2 separate regions of the Mus musculus genome follow, and region 2 is linked to region 1. Evidence: chromatin contacts called from public promoter capture Hi-C data. All regions are on one chromosome and are shown on one strand. The core of a region is the stretch at or near the end of the contact, and the rest is flanking DNA. Distances in the headings are between cores, read along the strand shown.

Evidence for each region. Capture Hi-C pulls out chosen DNA fragments and counts their contacts.
Region 2: a contact with region 1 is called in a promoter capture Hi-C map of adipose tissue. The contact joins two enhancer-like sites. A contact is called at or near these places in 1 of 484 Hi-C or Micro-C datasets (pre-megakaryocyte-erythroid progenitors), 2 of 115 datasets of contacts at active chromatin or transcription factors (embryonic stem cells and neural progenitor cells) and 1 of 9 other capture datasets (adipose tissue).

The regions. Positions count from the first base shown.
Region 1 is chr5:147,649,744-147,656,000 of GRCm38.p6, forward strand. It overlaps Flt1 (FMS-like tyrosine kinase 1), which reads right to left. Exons shown (of 30, transcript NM_010228.4): 11 at 5,354-5,468. Among named protein-coding and RNA genes, the nearest start is that of Gm35383, 6.8 kb to the right of the region's middle. Within about 2 kb of position 1,643, at least 6 of the 459 cell types and tissues checked have an H3K27ac peak or open chromatin away from gene starts, as enhancers often do. A contact at or near this core is called in adipose tissue, where this site is marked.
Region 2 is chr5:147,743,977-147,751,058 of GRCm38.p6, forward strand. It overlaps Gm35541 (a long non-coding RNA gene), which reads right to left. Exons shown (of 4, transcript XR_868712.1): 2 at 807-915; 3 at 397-703. Among named protein-coding and RNA genes, the nearest start is that of Gm35541, 5.7 kb to the right of the region's middle. Within about 2 kb of position 4,320, at least 75 of the 459 cell types and tissues checked have an H3K27ac peak or open chromatin away from gene starts, as enhancers often do. A contact at or near this core is called in adipose tissue, where this site is marked.

The sequences.
Region 1 (6,257 bases), core at 393-2,892:
TCTCTTTCTTTTCTTTTCTTTCTTTCTTTCTTTCTTTCTTTCTTTCTTTCTTTAAGTGATGTGATTTGGAAGTATGATCGATGAATGAAAAGATTCTAATTAAAGAAAAACATTTTTAAACACAGGGTGAAACATAGAACTTATTATGATCAACTTTCCTAAAAATTATTTCACTCTGGTATATTCTTTATCTAGGGAATATGTTTTAAGGTTATAAAATTAAGTATCTTTTCATATAACATCAAAGATATAGGTTGTGTATAGTGGTATATGCCTTTAGTCCCAGTGACAGGAGGCAGAAGAGCTCTGTGTGTTGGAGGCCAGCCTGGTCTACATATTGAAGAGGTCCAGCCAAGGCTACATAGTGAGACCCTGTCTCAAAAACAAGACAAAAATCCATGGCGGGTATTTGACAAGCATAAGACAGGTCAGGTCAGAGACAGGAGCTTAAGCAAGGCTGTGCTCTGCATCCTTTGGTTGTATTGGAAGGCATCTTCTCATGGGGCAGTCAATAAGGATGCATGAGCTGCTTGTCTTAAAGGGACCATTCTGATCCTTGATGTCCACAACAAAGAGGAGAATGAAAAAGGTCAAACAGAATACCAAATTGTCCCTGTTATGTTTTAGAAGAGAAACTGCCAAAGATTTGAGCTGTAACAGATACTTGGAGTTGTAATTGTTTATTTTATAGGACACACTTGAAGGGATGTCTCAAGATGGTCTGCTTGCATTAATTCTATAATCAGTTTGCATTTTCCACAAATGAAGCAAATCGAGGGCCAGTGACGAAGGCAGAAGCATTAAGGTAAACTACCATTAGGACACTCATAGTCAACCAGTCATAGGAGAAGGAAAGACAACCTCACTCCCACTTAAAATCCACAGTGCCCTTCTACAGAGGATGAACACAGCCAATTGCAACATCAAAAAAGATAAAAGGTGAGGTTTTTGGTCCAGTCTAACTCTGCATTCTTAAAGGTTCTGTGCTTGTCACGGGGTCCTTTGATATGTCCCCAGATGTTCATCAAGACTGTCACCAGAAGCCAGACATGGTGGTGCACGCCTTTGATCCCAGCACTTGGGAGGCAAAAGCAGGCAGATCTCTGAATTCGAGACCAGCCTGGTCTACAGAGTGAGTTTCAGGACAGCCCGGGCTAAATAGAGAAACCCTGTCTTGAAACACAAAAAGCCCCCAATCCCAGAAACAAAATAAAATAAAACAAGCAAGCAAACAAAAACAACCAACCAAAAACCTGTCATTAGCTACTGTAAGCTTGGATTTCTTAATTTTCCTTTCCTTCCATTTGCTAAGCCTTAGTAAGTCCTGTCTTCAGCCTCGTGGAATAGACTGAATGGAGGTAATATGTCATTCCGCTTAATTTCCGGGAACACGCTTTTTTTTTTTTTTTTAACCTATTTATGGAATAGAGATTTTAATCTTGGGATGTTTCTAACACTGCTTTCTTCTAAGTCTTTCAGGGAGAAATAGAAGTAGGTGTATAAAGGCCAAGGAAGAGCTGACACACAACAACCACGTGATGGGAAAACAGAAGGTGAGAATTAGGGGGAGCCAGGGGCAGTGTGGGAACTGGACCACAAGCCGTAGTTCCGTAATTAGGACGATCATACACGTCATGGGATTGTCTCAGGCAATTTACATATTTCCTCCTGTACCCTCAAACAAGTTCACGGAAATGTCGCTACCGAAACGCAGAGAGGCAGTCACCCCTCCCCTCCCCTTCCCCCCAGTCTTACAAAAAGTCTGCTCAGGGCTCTGTGCGCTTCTCATTTCAGTCCCGTCGACCCCCCTGCGTCTGGTGTGAACAACATGAAAATTTAACATTTTTGCTTTTAGCCACTCCAGAGAACGGCTCACATCTCACAAAGGTGGGCCAAGGAGGAAATGGAGTTTGGGAATTGCATTTCCCTCTATGCCCTTCACTGACCTAAGGGACAACAACAACGAAAAGCCCCTGGAACCCCCAGCCGCCATGACTTCCGGCGTGAGAGCGTCCCCACCCACACCTCTCCACAGAGGAGCATTGCTGGCAAGGCTGACCGGTGACTGAGCCATTATTGTAGGACTTTGATGTACTAGAGTCACAGTGCGCCAAAGAAGCAAGCGTCTACATCGTGAAGAACATTGCATGCAATTTAGAAACAGCAAAACTATGCTTGTAACTAACTGTTCAACAAAGGACAATTTTTTCTCCAAACCACAAAAACATACTAATTTATGCTAAAACTAAACACAGTAAGTTCTCCTAAAATCAGAACAAGAAATCAACCATTTATATCCAGCATAATGGTATTAGAACTGCTTAAAGGACCCATACACTATATAGATTTTCACTTCCCTTATGGGGAAAATTAAAAGTTTTGTAATCCAAATGATCTTGAATAGACACCCTTCATTGCATGTGACGGTGGCCATTGGAGGACTCCATTGCAATCTTAGTGGTTGTCAATTTGTTAAAGTCCTATGTCTAGGGGAACCTCTCTCCAGGTTATCTCCTCTTTACCACAGGAAGTTAGGTAGGATAAACACCGCTAATGCCATTTCTTTGGAGGAGTTAAGAGATGTGGACATCTTTGCCCTTGGTTGGGAGAAGGAGGAGTTTGACCCTGCAGCTCCTGAACGTGGGCCAGGTGGTACAAATGCCAACTGTGCACAGAAGTTCATATCGGAAATCTTTAGCTTAACTGCAGGACCACAAGACAATACATCTATTTCCAGCCTGAATGGAAAATTGGTGAAGACTTTTTTTTTTTTTTAATTTTATTTCAGACAAGTTTTTCTCTGCTCTCTTGGTTTTGTTTTGTTTTGTTTTGATCAGCAGACATTATCTCTGGAGTTAGTTAACTACATGGGGCCACGCCCATCAGGAATCTCACCCAGCTTCACCCCATTCAGTTTTATTGCTCACTGGACATTTTTGTGGTAAGAAAACAAAGTAGAAATCCCACTTTGATCATGAACATCAAGTCTCTCATTTTAAATCCCCAGGATTAATAGGACATTTGCCTGCATGGTCCGGAAGAAGCAAAAAGATGAATGGATACCAATGACATCATCTGGGAAGTCTGCTAGGACTGTGTGGCAGTACTAAGTGATTTTCTAGCATTAGTGAACAATTTCTACCCAAATCAAACATCCCGGTTTCTAGAATTCCTTCTCACCTAACTTGTTCGTTAAAGTCTTTCACTGGTGGCTGGACAACATGGAACTTTATAGCTCCTGTGTACTGTGTTAGTGGGGCAAAGGCTACAAACCATCCCAACTACTGCTATGTCTATAAAAACCATTCCTAAGTCCCTAGCAAGTGACTGTTGATATTGTACCTCGCGTAGTTGGCCATGAAAGTTCTGAGCTTTGACTCAGGAGACTTTGCTTTGAATTTTTTTTTTCCCTTTTATGTGGTGTGACTTAGGTTGCCCATGTTTAAAATGGGGACAACCACACTGGCTTGCCAAAAAAGGATGCTGACATTAGCATCTTCAAAAAGGCTTAGATACTGAAAACTGCAGGGTTAGCGTGGCGGTGCATACAGTTAATCCCAGCACTCAGGAGGCAGAGCAGGTGGATCTCTGTGAACATGTTTCAGGGCAGCAAGCCATAGTCAGACCCTGTCTTAAAAGAAAAAGAAAAAGAAAAAGAAAAAGAAAAAGAAAAAGAAAAAGGAAAAGGAAAAGGAAAGGAAAAGGAAAAGGAAAAGGAAAAGGAAAAGAGAAAGAAAAAGAAAAAGAAAAAAAGAAAAAGAAAAAGAAAAAGAAAAAGAAAAAAGAAGAATGAAGGAAAGAGAAAATGGGAGATGGGGCAGCTAGAGTGGCTTGGTGGTTAAGAGCACTTGTTCTTGTGGGACTCAGATTTGGTTCCTAGCACCTACATAACAGCTCATAGGCATCTGTAACACCAATTTCAGGGGATCCTGCGCCATCTTCTGGCCTCCATAGGCAGTGCACACACATGGTGTATATACACACATGCAGGCAAAACCCATGTCCATATAAAATAAAAACAAGTAAGTCTTTAAAAAGAGAAAAGAAGAGTGTAGAAGTTATTTATAGTTGCTGAATCCTACATAGAGAGCAATGTATCTGCTTTTCATTCCCGAATTCAAGGACACAGCAAAATAAATGGATATTTTAAGTATCCCTACTTGAGCAGATGGTGGCATTTATACAGATAATCCCTTACTTCAGATCAAGATGAGCATGTGTAATGTAAATGGATGTTTTAGAGGCTATTTGATTTGGTTTTTTAAGCATTGCTATTCCCATGCCCAATGATAGCTGATTTCTAAGCAAATCCTTCGCTGCCTCAAAGAGGGAAAGCTTCCTGGTTTGCAGCCCACTGGGACTTTCTGCTTCACAGGATACCAGCTCTTAAATACACACTAGACTTGGTTAGTTTGGGGAATCTTGATAGACGGTGTATGTTTACACATCTAGCTTAGACTTCACCTGGCCGGGACAGAAGGACAGATATGATATTTTCTGAGATAGGAATGTTGAAATTTGGTGTGAAGCTTTGGGTTAGCTTTTATTTACTGGGATGCCACTTCCTGTCTGCGAGCAGGACTCAGGCACAGTTGAAGGCTAGAATCACTTGGCGGTACATGCGATCAATCCCAGCACTTGTGTGGACTCCAGGTTCCACCCCAAAGATGCGACTGTAATGCTGATAGAAGATTGAATGTGTAGTTGGGATAGGGAGCCAGTAATGTGCAACCAGCCTGATTTCCAAGAAGAATGAGTTCCCCAGGCTGCAGGGAAAGCTTAGAGGTTATGAACATGTATTGTTCTCGCACAGGACCCAAATTCAGTTCTCATTTCCAGGACCCACATGGGAGGATGAGAGAGGAAGCTCAGAACCACCTCTACATCTGGCTTCTGGGAAGTCTGACATTCATTTCTGGACTCTAGGAGTACTGCCCACATATGGCACATACACACAAACACAGATCTATCTATCTATCTATCTATCTATCTATCTATCTATCTATCTATCTATCTATCTCTATCTCTATCTCTATCTCTATCTCTATCTCTATATACATATACATATACATATACATATACATATACATATACATATATATATATATATATATATATATATAGAGAGAGAGAGAGAGAGAGAGAGAGAGAGAAAGGAGAAGAGTGGCATCAGGAGTCTGAAGAATACAGTCCAGGAAATGTAGCAAGTGGAGCAATGAAGACACCCCTCAGAGATTCTCTTCCCCTCTGAACTCTGAGCATTTGCATCACTTCTGGGTCCCATAAACCCAGAACCAGGAGCTGAGAGTTTGTTTACAGACTATCCCCAAGGCTCGTTTTATACAAGCGGTACCTTATTTGTTCCTTCTATGACCGTCATGCGCTGAGAGATGCTCTCAATTCTGTTTCCTAAGTTGCTGCTGGGATCCAGGATAAAGGATTCTTCATTCTCAGTGCAGAAGTCATACCTACAAAAGAGAGAGGTTATTGCAAGGCTGCCCAGAACAGCCAGGGATGGCAAGTGAGGTGGAACGGACAGGAAACGTCCTCAGAGAGAAAACCACAGACTTTATGAGAGCCTTCTTCACCTAAGGCCACCCCCTTCCTCCCTAGCAACTATAAATCTCAACTGTATCTATCTACCCAGCAGGGAGATACTCAAACCGTGAGCTGCCACATACGTTTCCTGATCTAAATACTAAAGAAAATACTTAAGTTAGGACACCTGATGCCTGGATTTCAGTTAGTTCTCAGTTGATGGAAGTAACATTCAAGTGTGTGTGTGTGTGTGTGTGTGTGTGTTTCCTTGCATACGTGTGAACAGGGCTGGGTATGTGTGTGTATATTACATTAATGAATAGAAACCTTGAGAAAATAATGGTATTTCACATGTTTACAGGGTGGCTTTAAGTCAAAATATTTAGTTAGACTCCCACCTCCCACTCAGGGCTAAGGGAGTGCCCATGGAAACAAACATCTTGGAATAGTTTATTGTATTTAATTAGTTTCTTTCCAAGTTTGGCGCTATCACAGCAAGCCCTAACTTCTTAGGCTTCAAGTGTTCAATTATCAAAGGAGAGTGCCAATGGTGTTGACCTCTTTTAATCTTGAAAATAACATTTATTTATTTTTAGTCTGTGTGTATGTGCGTTTCGCATGCACGTGTCTTTGCAACCCATGTGTGCATGTGCCTATGCCCGTAGAGGCCAGAAGATGGCATCAGATCCCCTGGAACTAGAGTTACAGGTGGTTGTGGG
Region 2 (7,082 bases), core at 3,070-5,569, 97 kb after region 1:
CTTAGACTGTGTTCCACCTCCCCTAAGCGTGCATAGGAGGCTGGCACCCCAGTGGCACGGAAGAAACGCAGCTTTAGCACCCCTGCGTTTCACCCCCGAGTGGCATGTAATCAGCGTTCTGACACCCTAGCAAAATGCAGACCCACAGGCAGGTATCAACCCTCTATGCTATCTTGTCATCTTCCCTGTCAATATTCCCAAGATGTCACTTGCCATGTTCTGCTTGGGCCACTCCTACTTCAACAGGCCAGCCCTCATTAACACGAACTCACAATCCACCTACCCCATGGTGCCTTCTTCCTCCTATTCCTCCTTCTCTTCCTCCTCCTTCTCCTCCTCCTCCTCGTCTTGGTCCCTGACTCAGCCCCCAGGTCCTGGACACAAACCCCGGCTTACCTCTCTTATGTCCAGTTACACACTGTAGGCATCTTCATTAGCCAATCACAGATAACTTGGGCGGCAGGGTTTATACAACAAAAGCTGGTATATGTGAGGGTCTGCTCCTCTTGGAGCAACCAGACCTCGGGGTACAGAATTTAGCATCTGAATACAAGCAGCACCAGGCCAATCCCTTATACTCGGAACTGCCACAATAGCTCTGAGTGGTTCTTGCACGCCAACTTCAGCCCAAAACAATTAGGGGAGATTTGCTGTTTAAGGTGCCAGAGAGCCAGGCAGGGTGGTGCACCCTGTAATCCTGTATCTGGTAGGATGAGGCAAGAGAATTATAAAAGTGAGGCTAGCCTGAGCTACATAGTAAGAGTCGATCTAAAATGAACAAACAAGCAAAAAACAAACAAACAAACCTGGGGAAGGAATGGTATAATTCATAGGTTCTTGTCAGAAGATGCCATTCATACAGCCTGTGTATATACTTGAACTGGAGAAAAAATTCCAACTGTTCTCCTGGGTTGCCTGTATGAGAAAACAGGCTGTGTAAGCAGGCATTCCTTCCTGCTCTCTGATTTCATTCCTGCCTCCCAGTTCCTCACTTCAGTCCCTGCCCTGACTACTAACTTCCTTTGACGATGAACTAGAATGTAGAAATGAAAAACCAAACAAACCCTTTCCTCCCAAAGCTGCTTTTGGGTATGGTGTTTTTCACAGAGGCAGAGAGCCAGCTGGGACAGTGGCCAAGGTGTAAACATCTTCTTTATCGGTAAGAAAACAACCATATGAGGTCGCCTCCGATTCCGACCAGCAGAAAAGAGCGAAGACACAGCGTTCTTCTCAAAGCAGTTTATTCAGGAACCTTTCAATATGCATGCAGGAATCTCTCTCTCTCTCTCTCTCTCTCTCTCTCTCTCTCAGGAATCTCCCTGCCCCCAATCGCAATCCCTTATATAACCCCTCAACCACGCCCCATCAGCCCAGTCCACGTAACAGCAGCCCATTGGCCAGAATCATCACTCGTCATATGGTCCGATCGTGCATCATGGTGCACCTGCGCAGTTCACCCAGTGGACGTGGCTTAATCGGAGTATATGAGGAAGTCAGGTACAAGTCATGAGACTTGGCTACAGTCCCGGGCGCCATCTTGGGACTGCTGCCACACCCGCTCCTCACATATGAGAGCGCAGAGGCTTACGGGTGCTCTTTCACCCTTGGGAGGTGCCATGGAGTGTGTGACCCCCCAAATGCACAGCCTAGAACTGATCTGAGTGAGACCTAATTTATAAATCAAGCATGTAGAAGGTGATCAGGTCATGAGGGTAAAGCCTCAATCAACAAGACTAGTGATGTCAGAAGAAGCCAGAATGGATGCCCTTACCCAAACCAAACTATGCCTGCACCCTGACCCCAAACCTGTAGCTTGCAGAACTGTGAGGAATGAAGGGTTGTTGTTTTAGCTACCCAGTGGACAGTGACTCAGATGGGAGGGGAACAGAGACGGGAGACAGAGACAGGGAGAAGAAAGGTGGTTTTATGTTTGTTCGCTGGGCTGGTGATTGAGCCCACAGCCTCCCACATCCTAAACAAATGTTCGTTCACTGAGCTAAATCCCCAGCATGATTTGTGTCAGTGAGAAGAGGCTCCATCTCTGCAGGTCAACGGAAGTCTTCTGTTATTATGGGCCAAGACTTAGTTACGGGAAGAGGCTGTGGGAGAGGAGGGTGCGGAGAGGAAAACAGAAAGGTTTGGGGGAAGTTGGAAAGGTATGTCCAACTTGAGCGTATGCATAGGGCAGTGCGGGAGGTTGATGATGAAGATCCCTGTGGAGCTACGGCCTAATTGTAAAACTCACACTGGCCTCAAACATGCAATCCTCCGGCCTCAGCTTCCTGGGTGCTGGGGATAAAACCCAGTAGGGCAAACACTCCAGCCACATTCCCAGCATCCTATGTATGTGTGGTCTTAATCTTTCACTCAACTAAATCGTAGCTAAATCAAGTTTCAAATGGCTTTCGGATTCTAAGACACCATGTAGAACCTTTTAGAAATGAAAATTCACGGTGCTGGAGAGGCGGTTTAGTGGTTAGGAGCACACGGTGCTCTGGCAGCAAATCTGAGGTAAGTTACCAGTTCCCGGGGGTGGATGGTTCATACCCACCTATAACTCTGACCTCCCTAGGCACTGAACTCACAAGTACATACCCAGACTCATAGACAGAGAATTTTAAAAAGAGAGAGAGAGAAAGAAATGAAAATATATTATATTAAGTATTGCCAACAGGTCACTGTATTGCTTTCTAACATTCGGGTATAAGGTCTTATTTTATTTATTTACATTTATGATTATCCTTATGTCTGTCACAGTGCATGTGCGGAGGTCAGAGGACAACTTTGTGGAGTTGGTTTTTCTCCTACATTTATGGTTTCCGGGGATTGAACTCAGGTCTCCAGCTGTGTGTGGCTTGGGTATCGTTTTCCACGGAACCATCTTGTCAGTCCCAGATTTAAACCTTTTGAGTACAGACTTCATGAAAGAGTCCCTGTGTTAACAATTTCATCTGGAGCCAGGGACCATGAGGTACACACTAGAGACTGAGGCAGGAGGAAGAACTGCTAGTTCTAGGGCAGCCTTGCTTATATACCAAGATATTACAAATCTGCCTTAAAAAGCAGAAGCTCAAGGCTGGAAAGATGGCTCAGTGGTTAAGAGCATTGGCTGCTCTTCCAGAGGTCCTGAGTTCAATTCCCAGCAACCACATGGTGGCTCACAACCATCTGTAATGGGACCCGATGCCCTCTTCTGGTGTGTCTGAATAGAGTACATATATATATATACACACACACACATATTCTTTCAAAAACAAAACAAAAAGCAGGACTTCAAACCAAAAACCTACAGTCTCATGTTTTATATGCATAATTTATTTGCTTATAGATAAAGTATCCTCTTGGACTTACCAGGTTTTGTGGAAGAATTTGGGCATTTAAATGGGGCTGGTAAGATGGGCCAGCAGATAAAGCCTGAGGGGCTTAGGTTTTTGTTTTGTTTTGTTTTTCCAGATTTATTTATTTATTTTATGCATATGAGCACTCTGTCTGCATGTCAGAAGAGGGCATTAGATCCCATTACATATGGTTGTGAGCCACCATGTAGTTGCTGGGAATTGAACTCAGGACCTCTGGAAGAGCAGCCAGTGCTCTTAACCATTGAGACATTTCTCCTGCCCCAGGAACTTAGTTCTTAAAAGAGAGAACCGACCCCACAAAGCTGTCCTCTGGCTTCCTCTTGTGTATGATGACACAGTGATAAGAAACACAATTTTAAAAATCAAATAAAAATCCAAGATGGATAGCTTAGTGGGAGAGTGCTTGCCCGGCTAGCATGCACACAGCCCTGGATTTGGTCTCCATAACTGCAAAAGTAAAGAAATAAAAATAAATCAATTAAATATTTCAATCGAATGTGCTCACCGGGTTCAAACGCGTCAGTTAAATTGTGAACAGGGCCCATAGAATAAAACCAAGCTATGTGAACCTGCAAGGCCATCTCACATTTTGTGTCCTGTGACTCATGTCAATATTTTTTAAGACATTCATAATAAATACGATCCTTCCATTTTATTTTCACGTAGACTTATCTCCTTTTGCAAAGGTTTGAGCGCTGAGCGTAAGCTTCAACTGAAGAAGAAAGCCCCAGCAACTGAGCAGAGTCGTGGCCGTGGCTGGGGGAAGCCCCTATTGAGGATGCTCGGGCTGCAGAGGCGTCCACAGGAGACCGCAATCATTGGCGCAAGCCCTGGAAACTCATCAACAATGAGAACAGGAACCTGAGCTGAAGGATTTGTGACAACGTGGGCAGAACAGAACAGTGAGAATTTGGGTGGACAGATTTCATAAGAAACTATTAAGCAAGAGGTGTCTGACTAAGCTGGCAACCCAGCCCCAGAAACAGAACAGACCTGGCGACCGTCCTAGGAGGCAGGCTGGAGGCAGGGAGTCAGCTGGATCCAAATCGGGAACAGAGTGGGGGAGGGGCGGCGAGCAGAGCCCGGAAGACCCCAAGGTCCACGGGACATTTTGTCGTCAAGTCTTGGAGTTAAGTGGCCTAGTTCATTACACTTACTTCTGACTGGAGGCAAGGAACAGCTTTGCTGATGGTTGCAAGGGGGCAAGAAGAAAATAATTGACCAATAATTCACCTAAGTGAGCCAAGCAGGCACTAAAAGGCAAAGTGCCATTCAGCCGCTCAGCATCCAGTCTGCTGCGGGGAACGACACAAGCTGAAAGTTTTCACTGATGCCCCAGGAAAACACGGAGCCCCTGGCTCACTCTATTGAAATCCTGGTTAATGCTTTTGTGAGCAAGAAGACTGCGGGAAGCAGCCTGCAAACAGCTATCATGGGAAGCAGAGATGCTCGCAGGGAGTAGGAACAGGTGGAGACTTGGGAGTTGGGGCTACCAGGTCCAGATGAAGAACCATGGTGGATTCGAACCTTCCCCTGTTCATGCCTAGCTCTTCCCGGGTCTTTTCTAAGGTTCCTTTTCCTGTTAATTCACACCTAGTTCAGGGCAAACAGTTAAGGGTTGAGGAGGGGGGGGGGGAGTGCTCACTCTATAGGCTTGGGGGAGCAACCTGCTCTGTGCGATAATCATTTGTCTAGGGCAGATATTTGCAAACCTCTGCTGAGCATCGGGACCTGAACTAGAAGACACCTGCAGTAGCTGCCGCTTCTCCACCCGCCTTACACACCACAGAACGTCATTGGCGCTCTGAGTTTCAATTAATGGGCTGAATGGATGACCTTTGACCTTTGGAATTTTATTTTATTTTATTTTTTTGCCTTGTTGCCAGTTTACTCATGTTTATCTCCATCAGACCCTACATACAAGGTGTTCCTTTAAGGATCATTTTCTTGTTGGGTTATATAAATAATTGAGGAGCCGGAGAGATGGCTCCACAGTTAAAAGAGCTTGCTGTTCTTGCAGAAGACCCAGGTTCAGTTCCCAGCATCCACATGGCATCTCTGAACTGTCTGTAACTCCAGTTCCAGGGCACCAGGCACACATGTGGTACATTGACACACATCAGGAAAACACTCATACATATAAAAAATACTTAAAACAAACTAAATAGTCATAAATGCTTCAACAGGTTGGGTGCAGAATGGCACACTATGTCTAAAAGCCAGTATGACTCTTAATTCTTAGGGGTAGCAAGGGATTTTTCTTTTTCTTAAAATTAATATATTTTAGTTATTTACATCCTAAATGTTGCCCCCCCCCCTTGCAGGGATTTTTCTAAAGTGCTGGGGTGGGGGCACTTTTCAAAGAGAAGGGATTCTTCAAAGAAGGTGAACGCTGCACCAAAGACTTCTGCCCACTCTGTTACCCTAAGCCTCGTGCTGCTCTGGTTCCCGTAGGGAGGAGGCAAACCTTTGTTGCTATGAAAAGTTTTCCAAGTGCATCCCTACAGACCAACTTCTTTTCCCCAGGCGTATAAAAACGGTGAGAAACAATCATTAATTCATCCATACATTCATTCAAGAAGCAGACAACAGCTCGGGTTTTCACGTCTGGCCCCACTAGGCTCCAAAAGAAAACTTACAAGGTGGGAGGGACACCGAAAACAAAGCAATTAGAGAGCAATTCAGTTGTTACAAAGGGTGGCGGGAGGGCACCTTTAAGTGCTTCCCCGGGAGGATTTAAACATTGCTGTATTGTTTTACAGACTACTGACCCTCGCAGCTGGGGGAAGAGAGAGAGGCTCAGACTCTGTGTAGTCAGGAAAAAGTGGAGGTTTGAACTTGAGGCTTAGAAGCTGCTGCCAGCATCAGATCTATTCTGTCAATGAAGGGTTAATAACTCAGTTAGCTAGAAAAGGCCTCAAGCCCCACCCCCCTCCTCTCCCTGGCCTTCTCCACTTTGGTCTTAGGATCCTTTAGGCATGGTGAGAGGCTCTAACCTTAAGGGATGGGCTAGGCAAGTCGCTCAGCAGCACAGCAATTGCCTAGCAAGTGCGAGACATAAACTTTCATTTTCCACATTTGTCAATAAAGAAAGAAATATAAAGAAAGAAGAGTGAGCCGGAGAGATGGCTCAGTGGTTAAGAGCACCGGCTGCTTGCTCTTCTGAAGGTCTTGAGTTCAAATCCCAGAAGCCACATGGTGGCTCACAACCATCCATAATAAGATCTGACCTCCTCTTCTGAGATGTCTGAAGACAGCTACAGTGTACTGACATGTAGTAAAAAAAATAAATCTTTAAAAAAGAAAGAGAAAAGGTGAGCAGCTTTAGCTATGAAAGGGGCTAGCAGGCAAGACGCCACTCCCACAAACTGTCTTCTGACTTTCCTGTGCAAATGTTTGCAGTTTGTAGCAGATTAATGAGAAGGGAGTTGTAATAAATTTCAAATATCCCCCTCCCCTCTCTGGACCTCTCTCAAGGAGGGCAGCCAGGAAGTTACAGACATTTTTTTTTTAAACACCGAGGCTTAGCATAGAAGGAAGATGTGCATATGAAGTGCATTTTAAGAAGCATGAATATCATAAATACACAAACGTTCTGTGTAGGTTCAACATTTGGGTGTCAGTGTGTAGTCACCAGTAACTGTGAACAAGCAAGATAGTGGCGAGGATGGGGAGGGGGCAGGGTAGCCAGGACAGGCCAGAGTGTTCGTGCAATTCGTGTGA